Regions from separate parts of the Mus musculus genome. Here region 1 is linked to region 2. Evidence: chromatin contacts called from public Hi-C data. All regions are on one chromosome and are shown on one strand. The core of a region is the stretch at or near the end of the contact, and the rest is flanking DNA. Distances in the headings are between cores, read along the strand shown.

Evidence for each region. Hi-C and Micro-C count contacts between places; a contact is called where the count stands out from the background.
Region 1: a Hi-C map of bone marrow-derived macrophages shows a contact between it and region 2, with 27 read pairs. The contact joins the enhancer-like site here to the promoter of Calml4 in region 2. A contact is called at or near these places in 6 of 39 promoter capture datasets (the 3T3-L1 cell line, the C10 cell line, liver and 2 more), 3 of 484 Hi-C or Micro-C datasets (bone marrow-derived macrophages, liver and nephron progenitors), 2 of 115 datasets of contacts at active chromatin or transcription factors (bone marrow-derived macrophages and kidney) and 5 of 9 other capture datasets (adipose tissue, embryonic stem cells, liver and 2 more).

What each region holds. Positions count from the first base shown.
Region 1 is chr9:63,036,976-63,040,191 of GRCm38.p6, forward strand. No RefSeq gene overlaps it. Among named protein-coding and RNA genes, the nearest start is that of Gm39354, 10 kb to the left of the region's middle. Within about 2 kb of position 1,261, at least 50 of the 459 cell types and tissues checked have an H3K27ac peak or open chromatin away from gene starts, as enhancers often do. A contact at or near this core is called in bone marrow-derived macrophages, where this site is marked.
Region 2 is chr9:62,856,580-62,859,612 of GRCm38.p6, forward strand. It overlaps Calml4 (calmodulin-like 4), which reads left to right and starts at 1,525. Exons shown (of 5, transcript NM_138304.2): 1 at 1,525-1,582; 2 at 1,663-1,693. The coding sequence starts at 1,580. It also overlaps the pseudogene Gm10653.

The sequences.
Region 1 (3,216 bases), core at 11-2,510, 180 kb after region 2:
TCTGGTTGCTTGAAGCTTGGGAGGACATTCAAATAGTGCTGAAATTAGAACACTTGGCATTAATTTTATTTCTCTCATTGGGTTTTTGTTGAGTTTCATATGAGGAGTAATGAGATGGAGTTCATGGAAGGTAGCCAGAACACACCTAAGGTCAGTGCCAAAAACCTGTGGCTAATACATAGATAGGGCAGGAAGGCATGTCATTAGCAGTAGCCTGTGCATGTTGACTGGCTGTCATCAGCTGCCTTTTGCTTGCTCTTCAGTGCTGATGGATGGCCCTAGGACCTTGGAGTTGGAAATAGAAAATTTCAGCAATATATGAGAGAGTACCTACCAAGCAGACACACAGAGAGAGTACATTTGCAATATATCTGCAGTATTAAATTTTCATAGGGAGAGTAACAGGGTGCAGGGAGTCCAAGAGAGCTATTTAGGAGAGGCAATAAAAGATGAAAAAAAATTGTTCTTAGATGATTCTAAGATTCTAAGAGTTCTGGTCTGTAGATTCTATAGGTCCATGGCTGAGCGTTGCTCTGTGGCCTGGTATCCACCCAACTCAGTCATGTCAGAGAGTAAGACTGGGGAGGCTCCTTAGCTGTTCTGAAAGGAGGAATGCAAACACAGATGAATCATCTTTGCAGAGGAAGAGAAGGTGACCAGTTTGACCAGTGTCTTAATTAGCTTCCTCCTGAAAAGAGAGCCTGAGGTGAACTTGGGTGTTTTCATGTTGTCCTGGGATGCAGGAGAGAGGAGCAGGCCCAGTGAGCCAGGGCAGGAGAACTAGCCAGCGAGGAATGTGCTACTCTCATGGAAGAGGGACGTCAGCCCTGCTGGGGCATCTCAAAGGAGTCCGAGGCAATGGATCTCAGGATGTTTGAAGGGATGCTATGATTGGGGGTACCTAGCCAAGAAGTATTGGGTTCGAGTTCTCTGACTGTTCTGCCGAATGCCCTGAAGGCTGACTTGTGTGTCATACCTCTCTCCCTCCCTTGCCAGGAGGTCACTTCTGGGTACATGTCGGAGACTTTAGCAGGAGTTTGTGGAGAGGAAGTGTTGTGTGAGACTTTTCCGAGGGAGAACAAATCTCTATTCACCCCAGATTGGGGACCAAAGGGATGATATTCGCAAACATGGTAAAGCAATGCGTATTATTTCAGGAATATGGATGAGGGGTTTCTTATAGGACGAAGGATGAGTCAGAAGCAGCTGCATCATCCATGCCTTCTACACATGGCCGATGACTCATGACATCTGCATCCCTGGAGCTCTCTGCATGACAGGGCAGGTTGCTCAACAGGTCAGCTGATTGGAGAGTCCCACCACCCCCAACAGTGGTTTACTGCTTTCATAACTGGGGGGGGGGGGGGGAATATTGCAAATCTTGTGAGTTTTAGGAACTTCCTGACATTTATGTGCTGTTTTCTCCCCGAATTGTATGACCCTTCCCAGTCCTTATTGCAGGGACTACTTGAATTCAGATGCAATGCTACCTGACAGGAAGAGAGCATGATCAGGTATTTCTTGTTTGCTCTATCCCTACTGATGTGGCTGGCTTTAGCAGTAGCTACCTCTCTCTATTATTACACAGCTCCTGTTAGGAACTCCTTTCTTTCTGGATCTAACTTATGTTGGGTTCCAGCAACAATACAGACATAAAATTCTCTCTGTTTTTCCCTCCCTCCCTCCCTCCCTCCCTCCCTCCCTCCCTCCCTCCCTCCCTCCCTCCCTCCCTCCCTCTGATGCCGGACTCTGAGTGTCTCATCATCCCTTCTTGACATCCAACACTCTGCTCGTATTTCCATGAATGTCTCTTTCTTTCAGGTATTTTCATTTGAACCATCTGAGGTAAAGTTTGGTTCTTATTTGGTGCTGATTCTTTTTTTTTTCTTTTTCTTTATTTTTTTATTTAAATATTTTTTATTAGGTATTTTCCTCAATTACATTTCCAATGCTATCCCAAAAGTTCCCCATACCCTCCCCCCCACTCCCCTACCCACCCATTCCCACTTTTTGGCCCTGGCATTCCCCTGTACTGGGGCATATAAAGTTTGCATGTCCAATGGCCTCTCTTTCCAGTGATGGCCGACTAGGTCATCTTTTGATACATATGCAGCTAGAGTCAAGAGCTCCAGGCTACTGGTTAGTTCATATTGTTGTTCCACGTATAGGGTTGCAGTTCTCTTTAGCTCCTTGGATACTTTCTCTAGTTCCTCCATTGGGGGCCCTGTGATCCATCCAATAGCTGACTGTGAGCATCCACTTCTGTGTTTGCTAGGCCCCGGCCTAGTCTCACAAGAGACAGCTATATCAGGGTCCTTTCAGCAAACTCTTGCTAGTGTATGCAATGGTGTTCGATGCTGATTCTAAGGGTGCCTTATACTCCAGGATTCAGGAGGGCCCTTTATACTTTTCCTTCTATTAAGAAGGACTCCATGTTTGTCATGTGACAACCCACGTTATGGTGAAAGCAACTGACAAAGATTCAGGTCAAGGATGAGGGAATTCAAGCCATGTCTCAGCAAGGCCATAGCACATAAAAGAGGAGGCAGGCGATTTTGACCATTAGTGACCTTGTCAATCAGGAACCTGAGAGGGGGCTCCTGTCCGGCAAGTCAGCCATCAAGTTTTATTTGATGAAAAACTAAAAAAGAGATGTCAGGCTTAAAATTAAATCAAAATTTATCAAATTTTAACTGTCAATCATGGCTTTTGTTATTAATGATTAAAATTTGAATCACACATTAAGATATTTGCAAGTTATACATTTCAAACTATAATGGATCTCTAGTAAATTACATTTTATACAAAGAGCATTGGTTGGAATGGATGGAAGTTCCTTCCCTGGGCTTCCTTGTCCTTTTCTGTTTGGTAAAATCATTTTGATTCGCCATCTTACTAGTTTAAAGAAGCTATGATGGAATATGCTTGTAATCCCAGCACTTGGAGGCTAAGGCAGAAAGATCATGAATTGAAGATCAACCTGGGAAGTTTAGAAAGAAAGAGAAGAGAAGGAAGAGAAAATGAAGGGAAAGAAGGAAGGGGAGGGAGTGAAGAAGGGAGGGTAGGAGGGAGGGAGGTTAGGAAGAAGGGAGGATTTCTTAAGGAGAGAGGAGTTTGGCTCACTGATGGTCAGTTCATTCAGCATGTGTAAGGCCTGGGATTTAACCCTTATCACTGAAGAAAATAATTAAGGAGGCTAAGACTTCTTGTTGGGAA
Region 2 (3,033 bases), core at 275-2,774:
ACAAAAGAAGGGAGAGTTGACAGGTGTCAGGATGCCCTTAGGGGCACATGGCTGACCCCAGTACTCAGTTACTAAAACCCAAGAAGATGCCTCACCCGCCTCTGAGCCCATCACAGAGGTAGGGTATTTGGGGGCCTCAGTTCTGTACCCACCTGTCAAAAAGTACTGCCTACCTCCCTTGCTCTTCCATGACAACTAAACTGTGTCCCCCCAGCCTTCCCCACTCCCACCATACCCACCCCCCACCAAACCTAGGCCCCCAACTATACCTACCCCTCCATACCTAGGCCCCACCATATCTTGCCTCCCCAACCATACCTACCCTCCAAATCATACCTACCCCCCACAAAGTGGGTCAGAACCTCAAGATTCTCACATCTAAAGCAGGTAAGAAGAGGTAGATGGCTCAGGAGAAAAAACAAAACCATTCCACATGGAGGTGTCAGGACCAGAGGGAGGCCATGAGTTTGTGTGCCCTCAGATGGGTTAGCAGGAGACCTTAACTCTCTTCCTCTGGCACCTGCAGCCTTTGGTAGCTCTCATTTGCTCCCTTGCTCCCTGTGTAGTACACAGGCTATGTGACCACACACAGTGACTGACAGTTGGACCAGGCTGGATTTAGCACTTTGTAGGCAAACCAGTCAAGGAGTGTGGATGAGGGAAAGGAGACTTTCAGACCAACCTGAGAACCTAGTCATGCCCAGGGCCCAGTACCAGTTCTAGGAGGCACCCTTTTTCCTGTCTCAGGGGACGGGGAGAGGAATAGAGGGCTGAGAAATTCAGAGTCAGCAGCTTATTATAATACGGGAAAGGGCGAGACGAGGAAGGGAGAGGAACTTCCTGCCTGGTCAGGTCAAACTCCAAGTTCCCTGAGCGGCTAGCTTAAGACTCAGCCCCAGCACCCAACACCATCCCCAGCCCCTAGGAAGTAGAATTGGCTGTGTATTGGCCTTTGGATTATCCTAGCAGCCCATAACGTAGCTGGTGAGGAAACTGAGGCATACAAGAGACGGACGGTCCTCAGCGTGTCCCCAGACATAGTGCATCTGCAAGGCTGTGTTTGAAGCGTCTCTGAGCACTGCTCCCTTGGATAGCTTCTTCTGGAGAGACCGTGTGTGTGTGTGTGTGTGTGTGTGTGTGTGTGTGTGTGTGTGTGTGCGCGCGCGTGCGTGTGCGCGCGTGCTATCTGGCTCCAGCAAGGAGCCCAGCTTAGCCTCGGGAGAGAGCAAAGCTTCCTAAGACAGACTCAGACCAGGACAGAGTCAGCCCCACCCGGAGCCCCCTTTCAGAAGTTAGGCTTCCAAGAAGGAACACCCAAATTGTCCAGTTGCTGCAGAGCCCCAGCCTCCGGGGGCAGGGGCCTCCAGGAGAGTCTGTAAATGGTTTCCTCACAATCACCCTTCTCAGGACGGTGGGGGCATCCACTACTCAGCCGGAATTTGACTCTCATGGCATAGAGCCCGGTCTCCGTGGCAGCGGAGGATTTATTACCAGGCCTCCGCCCAGCATGCTGGACTTTCGACTCCAAGCTGGAGTAAAGAGAACCAAACTCAGTTCCAGGAGTAAGGGGAGCCTGAGGATGGTGAGTGAGGGGCTGTGCCGGAAGGAGGTGGGAAGGGCCCCCGCTGAAGCCCCCTCTTGACTGTTCTTTCTCTGCTACAGGCCAAGTTCCTTTCCCAGGACCAAATTAATGGTAGGTTGGGTTTGTTCTTTAATTAGTAATTCGCCACAAAATGTGTGTCTCATTAGGCAATTTGCTTTGCTGGGTTTTGTTGGTAGGAAGGAAGGCCCCGAGGGGTGGACAGCTGGCCCACCCACAGGCTTGGGGCCAGGTGCTGTGGGGCAGCTGGTTATCTGTTTGGGGGTGGCCCTGAAGACCGACTAACTGACTTCCAGGGCTTGTTATATGTCAGTGTGACTTTCAAGCTGGGTCATAAAAGTGAGCTTGCTTAGTGCTCCAGAGAGCCTGGAAACGGGTCTGGGTGGGAGGCTGGTCATGGAGAAAGGTCACTAACATAGTAATTGAACCAGAGATGGGGGATGGGGCTTTGTAGTCAGTGTAGACAGGCAACAGAACTCAGGGTTACACGCTGGGGCAGGATATTTCTTTATGGACCTTAGACTGTAAAATGAGGGGCTCAGCTGGCACCTCCTGCCTAGTTCAGTGTGGGCACCTTGTTCTTGGGCTTCCCACAGAGCAGAGTTCTGTTTCCCCAAGAGCAGAAAGGCAGAATTAAGTTACACAGGACCTGGCAAACACCTGGCCAGGGATCTGGTGGCTGAGTTTCTGGCAGAGAGGCCAGAGTGCAGCACAGGCCCTTTACGGGATAACTCTCTTTTCCCTGAGGCTGAGCCCCTACACCTGCCCCAACATAGGAGGGAAACAGCCTTGGTAACCCCCTTCTCATTGCCGCTGACATGACACCTTGTCGGTGAGCTAGAACTGCAGGTACACAGGGACACGGAGCTCTGGTGCAGGACACTGTCCAGCAGGCCACAGGGGTGGCTTCTGGTTACCCCAGCAAGGATCTATCCCAGAGATGTAAATGACTAGAGTACAGTCTAGAGCAGGGAGTGACAGCGATGTGTGCCTATTGGTCCTACTCTTAGATTCCTCAACTCCCTATCCCCAAACTAAGGCCCAGAACAGAGGGGACAGTGAGGAGACTCTGCTACACAGAGCCTAGCCCACAGTTAGGGGCCAGGGGCTGGCGGACAATCCACTATGGGAGAATTTGTACTGCTCTTGCAGAAGACCTAAGTTTGGTTCCCAGTACATATACAAGAACTGATCACCATCACCTGTAACTCCATCTCCCAGGGCAAAGGAAACCTTTGGCCTCCTGGGGCACCTGTATGCGTGCATGTGCACACAATGGAAAGTAAAGTCTTTGAAGGGGGGACCTAAGCTAGAGGCCACCTGTCAGCCTCACCAGTCCCCCTACTCTGTCTGGACAACGGACTCACTGCCCCCTCGCTCCCATGGCTTTTGAAACAACTAGAAAGGAAGAAGGCGAATTCTCTTTGTATCCC